Regions from separate parts of the Triticum aestivum genome. Here region 2 is linked to region 1. Evidence: chromatin contacts called from public Hi-C data. All regions are on one chromosome and are shown on one strand. Each heading gives the region's core, a stretch centred on a gene start, on an enhancer-like site or on the middle of the called end of the contact. The rest is flanking DNA. Distances are from core to core; before and after follow the strand shown. Region 1 holds the start of LOC123141817 (methyltransferase-like protein 7A). Region 2 has its middle 100 kb from the start of LOC123145508.

Region 1 (4,613 bases), core at 1,947-4,446:
AGGACTTTGAAGTTGTTCACGAATTTGAAAAATATGCACGATTTTCAGAAAAAATCACAATTTTTAAAAAACATTCATGGGTTTGGAAAAACTTCACGAGTTTGAGAAAATGGTTGCATATTTGAAAAACTAAAATAAAAAACTTAAAAATAAAATAAGAGACGAAAAAAAAGAAGTAAAAAAAAGGTTCAGGAAAGGTTCTAGACCTTCTCAAAACCGGTGGGGGAAAACTAGCATGGGCCGTTCCATACAGAGGACGAGGCGCGCAGGAAGGTAGGCCTTTGGTTACTATTCGCCTAGATCCTATGCAGGAAATAGGAGGGCGCGCCTATATCTCGCCTTTAGGGAGTATGGCTTCAGACTCGCTGAAAGGGAGAGCGAGCTGGGCCAGCCTATGACCGCGGGAGGCCACAGCCTTTTTTTCCTGTATTTTTTTCATATTTTTTGTTTTCTTTATTACTTTTTTTGTATTTTTATACATTAAAATATTCTAAATATATATATATTACAAAAAACACTCTTCAAAAGCATTTGAAAAATGTTGAACAAGTATTTAAAATATATTGAACAACTATTTGGAAAAAATTGTTGAACAAGTATTTGAAAAAAGTGTTGATCATGTATTTGAAAAATGTTGAACAAGTATTTTAAAATATTGCACAAGTCTATAAGAATGTAGAATGAAAAACAAAAAGAAAAAATAAACCAAAGGAAAAGGGAAATGAAGAAAAGGAAGAAACAAATGAAAAAACCCGGAGAAGAAAACAGAAGAAAATGAAAAAAAAATAAAAACGGGAGAAAAACTCGGCTTGACTCGCTTCAATTAGGATGCACCCCCTTTACCTAACATGTACAGTAGCGCACCGTGTTGGCTATGTGCGCTTGCTTCTTCCTGGAGAACTAAGGACGATCCCTCGTTCTCTCCTTCTTCCTCCCATTTTTTCTTTAACTGAGCGCGAAGTGGGCCGGCCCAAATACTATGCCGCATTCAGCGAGAGATCTCTTTCACCTCAATGAATGCGATAAATAGTCGCGGCAGGAATAGGATTTCTGACATGGACGTTTGCTCTTCTATTCCGCGTTGTAATACAAGATTTCAAGGTATTAACGAGGTTAGGCCTAACTAAATTTGGGATTTGGGGCTTTAGATGTGCCGGCTATACAAGCCTAACCATGTCAAAGCGTCGAGCTTTCCGCCTTCGAGCTCGCTTTACGTACTCCTCCCCAACACCTCCGGCATGCGGTCTCTCCTTCTCCCTCCTGTTTTTTTAACTGGGCGCGAAGTGGGCCGGCCCAAATATGGTGCCGCATTCAGCGAGAGATCCCTTTTACCTTGCTGAATGCGATAAATAGTCAACATGAGAATAGAATACACTGAAGCGGGCGTTTGCTCGTCTATTCCATGCTGTAATAGGGGATTTCAAGGTATTAATGGGTTAGGCCTAACTATAAGAGCATCTCCAACCGTTCGGCCTCCCAGGGGCTTCAAATAGTGCCGCCTGGGGGCTAACCGACAATAAAATCGGCGTGGGGGCGGTCGGGTTCCCAACCGCCGCCCCAAGCTGATCCCAAACGCCTTTTTTGAAAAACAAAGTCGGCCAAAATTCGGCCAAACTTCGTACGAAACCACACAAATTTGGAGGAAATTCAGGCGTTCTAATTGAAATTTGTACAAACTGAAAATATAATTTTAAAAACAAACTAAAAACTAGTACTACTACTACTCCGCCATCGCCGCCTTGCACGTCGCCGAGCCTTCTACATGCCGAGGAGCTTGTAAAACTTGGTGTAGTCGCCGCCATCGCCGTCCTTGTTGCGCCCCTGCCCTGGGTCGCCGTGGCGGACAGGGTTGACGGCCCGGGCGCTTCCTCGCCGCTGTCATCGAGGATGACGAAGCCGCCCTCCTTGCGGCCGCGGCGCCGGGCGGCGATCTCCTCGAGGGCGCGGCGCTGGCACTCCATCTCCTGCCGGACGTAGTCGTACCGCGCCTATTTGAGGCCGGTCTTCTCGTAGGCGGCCATGGACTCGTGCTCCTTCTACACGGGGAGGAGCGCCGGCTCAGTCTTCGGCTTGACGAGGCGAGAGGAGGAGACCAGAGGAGAAGGGACGCTCCCCACGTTTATGACGCGTGCGTCGCCCGAGCGGCGTCTCCTGCGGCTCTGGCTTGACGGGGAGGAGAGCCGGCGACCCGGAGGAGCGGGAGCCTGACGAGGACGAGGACGCCGCCTCCATGCGCCTCAGCATCCATGAACTGCCGCGGCGGTGAGAGAAGGAGGGGGCGCCGGGTACTCCAACCGCGGCGTGTTGCCGGCCTTGATGTGCTCGAGGACGGCTTCGAGCGTGCGCCCGGTGACGCCCCACCATTGGTGTTGCCCCTCGGAGTTGAGGCGGCCGCGGGGTTCAACGCCGTTCGTGGCGGCGGTCGAAGTACGCCGTCCACAGCGTGTGGCTGTCGGGGGCGTACCTCGTCTGGTTCTGCGTGTGCTCCGACAGCGACGATCTGATGCGCACGATCTCGGCGCGCCGGTCAGCACCAGAGGGCGGCGGCGGCACCGGGACTCCGCCGGCGCTCAGCCTCCACGAACCCGGCACCCGCATGTCCGGTGGTGCCGGGTAATCCGCCTCGTAGAGGACGTGGGCCTCATCCTCGTGTAGGTGGTGGCGGCCGAAACCGTTGGCCGCCGCTCCGTCGCCGGGGTACCGCTCGGTCATGGTCGTCGGCGAAGAGAGAGGGGAGAGCGGCGTCAGCGGCGAGAGGGCGAGAGGTCTTCGGCGAGAGGGGGAGATGGGTTGTGGCGAGGATGTGTGCAGCCACCAGCGAGGGGGGCGGCTTTTATAGCGGCGGGTGGGCGGCGATATGTGTACGCGTGGCGGGAGGGGGCGGGACGCGTGTCGGCGCGCCTTCACTGCGCCGCCCGTGATGAATCAATGGAGGTTGACCGGCGGCAGCCTTCGCATTGATTCCCGCGAGAAACCGAGGCGATGAGGACGACAAAGGCGTCCAGCCGCTCACTAGGCGGGTACACCAGGCTTTCGCGTAAAAAATGTTTCTCTCGGCGGCCCCGGACATCCCAAGCGCGCCGGGTTCGGTCTGGGTTCACCGGCACCAAATTCGGGCCTAACCGACGAAAAATGGGCTGTCGGGGACACGACTTTTTTTCACGTCGACGGTAAAAAAAAGGGCTTTGGGGGGAGTTTCGGCTTTAGATATGCCGGACCGTGTCAAAGGGTCGAGCCGTTCCCCAACATCTCCGGCATGCGGTGCCTCGTCGCGCTCCCTGCGGTCGCCGTCCCCGGCCGCCGCTCACATCCTAACCTGAAACCCCGCCGCAGAAGCACTCTCGTAGCTATCCTTGGAAGCTGCCGCTGCGGCCGCCGCCACCTCCTCGGTGCATCCTCTGCCGCCGGCCTCCTCCATCTCGTCAACCCTCCGTGCCTCGCCGCCCCAGCCATCGACCCCGACGTAAGCTCCTTCACGCCCAATCTTATTCCGGTCACCAATTCACTATCTGCGATGCAAATTACATGGCTTCGTGACAATCTGATATTTTTACTTGGTGTGGCTTTGTGCAGGTGATGCTTGAACGGGTGCACCCAGCGAGGCCTGGCTGGTACGAGAAGCTTTACGCAACGGCCATGGACAAGGGCATGCAGTCTTATGAAGCCGAGGTATATAATTTCCCCCTAATATTTGTTCCACTGCTTTATCATATCCAAGTTTGTCACGTGTTAACCAACTTCCAAGAGACAACTCATCATAGGATTGCAAGTCTGTGTCAGCAACTGGGCAGCTAACTGAACCCACCGAACCCAAATTCTCGGATGTTTCAATCTGTGATATTGCCGGTCTGGTTTCCTATCTGAATGAATTGCACAATGTGACATCGTGAACTCGTGATTCGTGAAGCGTCTCAAGTGACGCATACCTTTATTTTCATCCGGTGAGGAGATAAATATCAGAAGTGGGCACTTGGAGTGCTGTTCTGTCAAGTGTTAGTACTTATTTGTTATATCCATGATCACCTGATCAGTAGTTTTAGTTTTCCTATAAAAAATACATTCATATGTTTTCAGGAACGGAGATGTGATATTTACAACGTGTTATGTTCTCACTAAACATTTCACTTGGTGAAGCTTGCAGATTGCGCAGTATAAATCGAATCTCTTCTCCCAATTGTCAGTTGCGGGGAAGAACATTCTGGAGCTTGGTGTTGGAACAGGCCCCAACTTAAAGTACTATGCAAGTGCTGATGGGGTAAATGTAATTGGGGTGGATCCTAACATCTACATGGAGGAGTATTCTAGAGCAGCAGCAACTTCTGCTGGGCTTCCGTCATCAAATTTCACTTTCAGAAGAGGGGTATGGAAGTATGGTGCCTTATGATCGTGCACTAGGTATCTATGCCTATGTTTTCTGTTAGCATGAGAACTGTTTTGTACGCATGGTTTTACTTAGGTTGGCGAAGCTTTGCCAGCAGAAGATGGTTCCATGGATGCAGTTATTGGTACATTGGTGTTATGTTCTGTAAAAGACACCGATATGGCATTAAGAGGTAATAATTCATCTTTGCAGCAGTGATTTTTAAGTTATGTATCATATGAGAACTTAAGAT
Region 2 (4,813 bases), core at 422-2,921, 790 kb before region 1:
CGGGGCAGGCAATCGCCGGCGAGGCGAGCTAGCAATGCCGGCTGTACGCGCTGAGTTCGACAGTCAGTTCTCCATGTCGGCGACCCATGAACCGACCATGTCACCTTCTCTGTCTTTGTTGTTTGTGACGTATCGAAACACAGAAGATGCGTGTATGATTTTGCTTATATCCTCTTCCTCCACGACCCACTCTGATCTTCGCGGCCGATGAGGGGCTGAGGGCCCTCACGGGCTGCCCATCTTGGCCTGCTCCTCCATCCAGGTGCACCATCATGAGCTCCCTGACGGCAGCCTCTCGCTCAGTCGCTCTTGTATCCCTCTCGCCTTCTCCGGCCGATCCATCATCCATCCATGGCTGGTCGCGTCCCCTTTGCGCCGACGGATGGAAGTCCCGCTCGTGTCTGGAATCTCTGGACCGGCCGGGTTATCCAGCGCGTCCGACGAAGTGTCCTCGCTGCCGCTGTCACTCCGTGTCGCGCACCAAAGTTTCGCTCGCCAGATCGATCCGCTGGCTTTCGGACAACCGTTCGTGTCTATGTTAACTTGCTAACCATGCATGCATGCATGCATGATGCTTCCTCATCATTCACTGTTGCTAACGGCTTGTCCATCGAGCGTGCATGCACATGCACTTTGATCCTCATGCCGGTGAGGTTTTGACCAGTTGGATCCCAGGTAATTAAAAGGCCACGGGGAAATCGTACATTAGCACATGTGAAGTGCTCACACTCGTGGATCACTTAGGCTAGACCAAGTGAACATGGTAGCCCAGAGCATAGCATATGCATGCATGCCGCGAGCTGGCCCGTGGTCACCCCCGGACTTTTTCGTGCACGGGCAAAGCGCAAACCGGACATCTTCCGAAACAGTGGGCCGAGAGCTTCTTGTCACCTCATTGGGTCCCGGAGCCCTCCAAAAGTTACTTCAAGCGAGGCAAATTTTCTCTGTTCTTTATATTCGAGCATTAGCATTTGATCCGATGCAATGGATCCGGTTGATTTACCGGTCAATTCTGTTTGGTAAAAAGAAGTTTTCGCATTCCCTCATTCTTCGCGAGGCTAATTGGTTCCTTTTGGAGAGCCTCGTTTGTCAAAAGGAATGAAGGGAACACTAATCTTATAACACTGGCGCATTAGGGTATTCAGTTCACACTGCGCTAATGGCGATCTTCCGCAACAAACTGCCGCTACTAGCTACGAAAGACTTCAGCCTATGCTTCAAAAAGGATTTGGAACAAGATAAAAGGGACTACTAGTTCAGCTCCTGTAACAAGCTTGCTAGGCTATTTTTGGAAGTCAGGGGTTAACCCTCCTTTAGAAAAACAAAAAACAGACTTGCTATTTTTTTCGGTTTAAGAGCCCGAAAGAGGGTGATGCCGGTTCGACAGTTGCGAATGTTGCATAAAAAGAAGATGTTGCATAGTTCATGTGGTGTTAAAAGGGACTTATAACACTGAAAAGTCTCTTGAGATGCAACAGTTGTTGGACCCTAATCTCTTAATGATATATCACTAGCAGGAACCCTGCGCTAACGGAACTGATTGGCAGCGGATTAGCACAGCAGAGTGCAAAGAAAAAGGAGGATAAAAAAAGGGCAGGAAGGGAGCAGAAGGACCCCAAGAAGGCACTTAATGTGACAGCAACCCAGAGGGCCCTGGCTGTCCCGGGATATGCTCCACCGGTCCACATCAAATCCCACATTAGCGCATAATGCTCTTCACCGAACGTGGTCCCGCCGTATTCCCTTTCAGGATTATCAGGGACTATGCGTTTGCTACTTGAGTACTCTCTCCGTCTAGGCGAGTAAATCATCTTAGGTTATGCACCACGATCAAGGCGGAGGAGAAAATAAAAGAACTTAATGTCTTTTTGCTAATTAATAGCATTGTATGCAATAAACTAACCAATGCATGTCATGTTTGGTAGTCTCAAGTCATTTAAAGCATGCACTGCCCACATCTCTTATTGGTTGATATGTCACGAAACAAGGAACGAGAACTGAGTTAATGTACCGTGTCTAAGTGTTTTGAGATTACTTGGTTTCGTAAGGTGACTTACACACCTAAACAGAGGAAGTACTTAAAGACGGCGGTGTACCTCGCCATCATCAATTCAAGTGGGAGTAGTTGTGTAGGCGATTTTTTTACTCTGTTTTTGCAAACAAAGGCAGAACAATGCGTCCTATTGTATTCTCGGATACACAGATATCCTTGATTTTTTTATTAGAAGTGGGACAGGCATCCTTTGCAATTCTCCATAATTTGCTCTTGGATTCTTTCGGTCAATAGTGTAAGGGTCCGTCAACTTTGCAACTTATCGGTATATCTTCAACTGTAACGATTCTTTGAAGGCGGAGCTGCATGCGATCATGCAATGCATGGCGTTGACTCTCCAACATACTTGCTTACCAATCATAGTTCAGTCAGATTCCTCGGAGGCAATTGCAGTTTTGGCCTCTATAGTCTATCTCGATCCGCATATGGTCATCTCGTGGCGGAGACCAAGGCAATAATGAAGGACAAGGAGTTTATTCTTCGGAAATTACATCATGAGCAAAATGGTGTGGCAGATTGTTTGGCAAAATATAGTCGCGTAGAGAGCACCACGGCTATGTGGTTAGGTCAAGATCCCCCTTGTATTGAGGAACTTTTGCCTCTCGGCTGTAACACCATAATCTTGGAATAAAACTCCTTTTACACCGCAAAAAAAAGTGTAAGGGTCCGTTTGGAAGTGAGTACCAAATCAATCTAATTTTTCGTGAATGGGCTAGAAAGAATACCGAATTTGGTGTTGGGTTGTAGATGAAATTACTAGCTGGTGTGAGACAAACATTGTCACACCGATTGTAGCCTTGAATAAGTTTGGTGGTCATTTTATTGATATGTATGTCTCTCATACCACCTCCTGGTTTATTGATTCCTTTTATATTTTATGTTAAATTTTGACCATGGATTTAACTAAGAAAATATTAATGCATGTCATAAAAAATATCATCAGAAATTGTGCTTAAATACGAATCAAATAATATAATTTTTACTGACATGCATTAGCATTTAGTAGTTAAATCTATGGTCAAATTTGACACAAAAACGAAGGGGGCCCGTAATCAGGACGAAGGTAGTTCAAAGGAATAGTGCCATGGAGTAATTTGTGCTGTTGAGTATGTTAGAATTTTTTTGATTATATTAATCCATAAATAAATCATGAGCATGACAGTAACAATATTGAACAAATACTGATATTCGATCACCTAAACACGTACTATGCCAATAGCAGACATGTCTATGTATAACACTAGTACGGCTAACACATAAATAAATAGGAGCGGGATAAGCATGTTATACCCTCAGTCGGCCAGGACGAAACCGCGGCGGCGACAACAACAGTCTCCTTGGCGGCCTTCTTGTCAGCAGCGAGCTTCTCGGTAACGAGTCTTTCAACGTCGGTTGCCATGTTGATGACGACGACGGCGCAGACATAGACGAAGTAGTTGATGTAGACGAACGATGGCGAGCAGTCGCGTAGGAGACGCTCCCTAGAAACCTAATCGCCCTATCACGTACAGGATCTAAAGAAGTGGGCTTCTGGAGGAGGCTTGCTCACCCATACAACTATGCACACGACGGACGGAATGGGATCGCTGGTGGCAGCAGCAGCGAGAGGAACGACGGTGGGTAGTGCGCGTGGAAGCAGAGCAGATGTGATATGTTCTTCGTGGCGGCTAGGATTGGCCACACCTCCAATATATAGGCGTAGCCGGGTGAAGAGACGTGGACTGGACCCACGTCTGAGTCGACAACTGCCAATGATCTGACATCTGAGTGTTGGAGATATGCCTGAGGGAGTCCTGGATTAGGGGATCCTCGGGATGCCGGCCAGTCTTACATGGGCCGAATTGGTGGGCCACATTGTATCCGAACCGAAGACCTTTTGTACCTTGGTGTGCATCCTAAGTCGAGATGAAAGATCCGGAGTTCCCATAATGTAACCGACTATCTGTAAACCCTAGCACCCCTGGTGTCTATATAAACCAGGGGGCTTAGTCCGTAGAGGCTAGAAGAACAATCACCATCCGACTAAGTTAGGGTTTAGTTTGTCTGATCTCGTGGTAGATCTACTCCGTAACCCCCTTATACGCAAGCAATATAATCAAGCAGAACTAGACTATTGCTTTGAATCACATCAAAGTCCAAATGTCCATGCTATAAAGAAAAGAATATGATATGACATGTTAGGCAGCATTCTGCATCAAAAATTCTGTTTTTATCACTTACCTACTCGAGGATGAATAGGAGTTAAGCTTGGGGATGCTGATACGTCTCCAACGTATCTATAATTTTTGATTGTTCCATGTTGTTATATTATCAATCTTGAATGTTTTATAATCATTTTATATCATTTTTTGGTACCAACCTATTGACATAGTGCCAAGTGTCAGTTGTTGTTTTCTGCATGTTTTTTACATCGCAGGAAATCAATATCAGACGAAGTCCAAACGCAACGAAACTTCATAGAGATTTTTTTTGGACCAAAAGGAACATAATGGGCCCTGGCTGCGCCTGGGGGGTGCTCCGAGGAGAGCACAACCCACCAGGGCGCGCCAGGAGGCCCAGGCTCGCCCTGGTGGGCTGTGCCCACCTCGGGTGCACCCGGACCGCCTCTTTGCTCGATAAATACCCCAATATTCCCAAAACCCTAGGGGAGTCCACGAAATATTCATCTAACCGCCGCAGAGTCCAGAACCACCAGATCCAATCTAGACACCTTCTCGGATGGGGTTCACCACCTCCATTGGCGCCTCTCCGATGATGCGT

The links. A called contact is a pair of places that touch in the nucleus more often than the background predicts.
Region 2: a Hi-C map of leaf shows a contact between it and region 1, with 6 times the contacts expected there. The contact joins the enhancer-like site here to the promoter of LOC123141817 in region 1. A contact is called at or near these places in 2 of 5 Hi-C or Micro-C datasets (both in leaf).

Annotation. Positions count from the first base shown.
Region 1 is chr6D:417,813,864-417,818,476 of IWGSC CS RefSeq v2.1, reverse strand. LOC123141817 (methyltransferase-like protein 7A) reads left to right here and starts at 3,196. Exons shown (of 6, transcript XM_044560886.1): 1 at 3,196-3,463; 2 at 3,574-3,669; 3 at 4,142-4,360; 4 at 4,457-4,553. The coding sequence starts at 3,257.
Region 2 is chr6D:418,604,144-418,608,956 of IWGSC CS RefSeq v2.1, reverse strand. No RefSeq gene overlaps it. Among protein-coding and RNA genes, the nearest start is that of LOC123145508, 100 kb to the left of the region's middle. Within about 2 kb of position 1,671, at least 3 of the 8 cell types and tissues checked have an H3K27ac peak or open chromatin away from gene starts, as enhancers often do. A contact at or near this core is called in leaf, where this site is marked.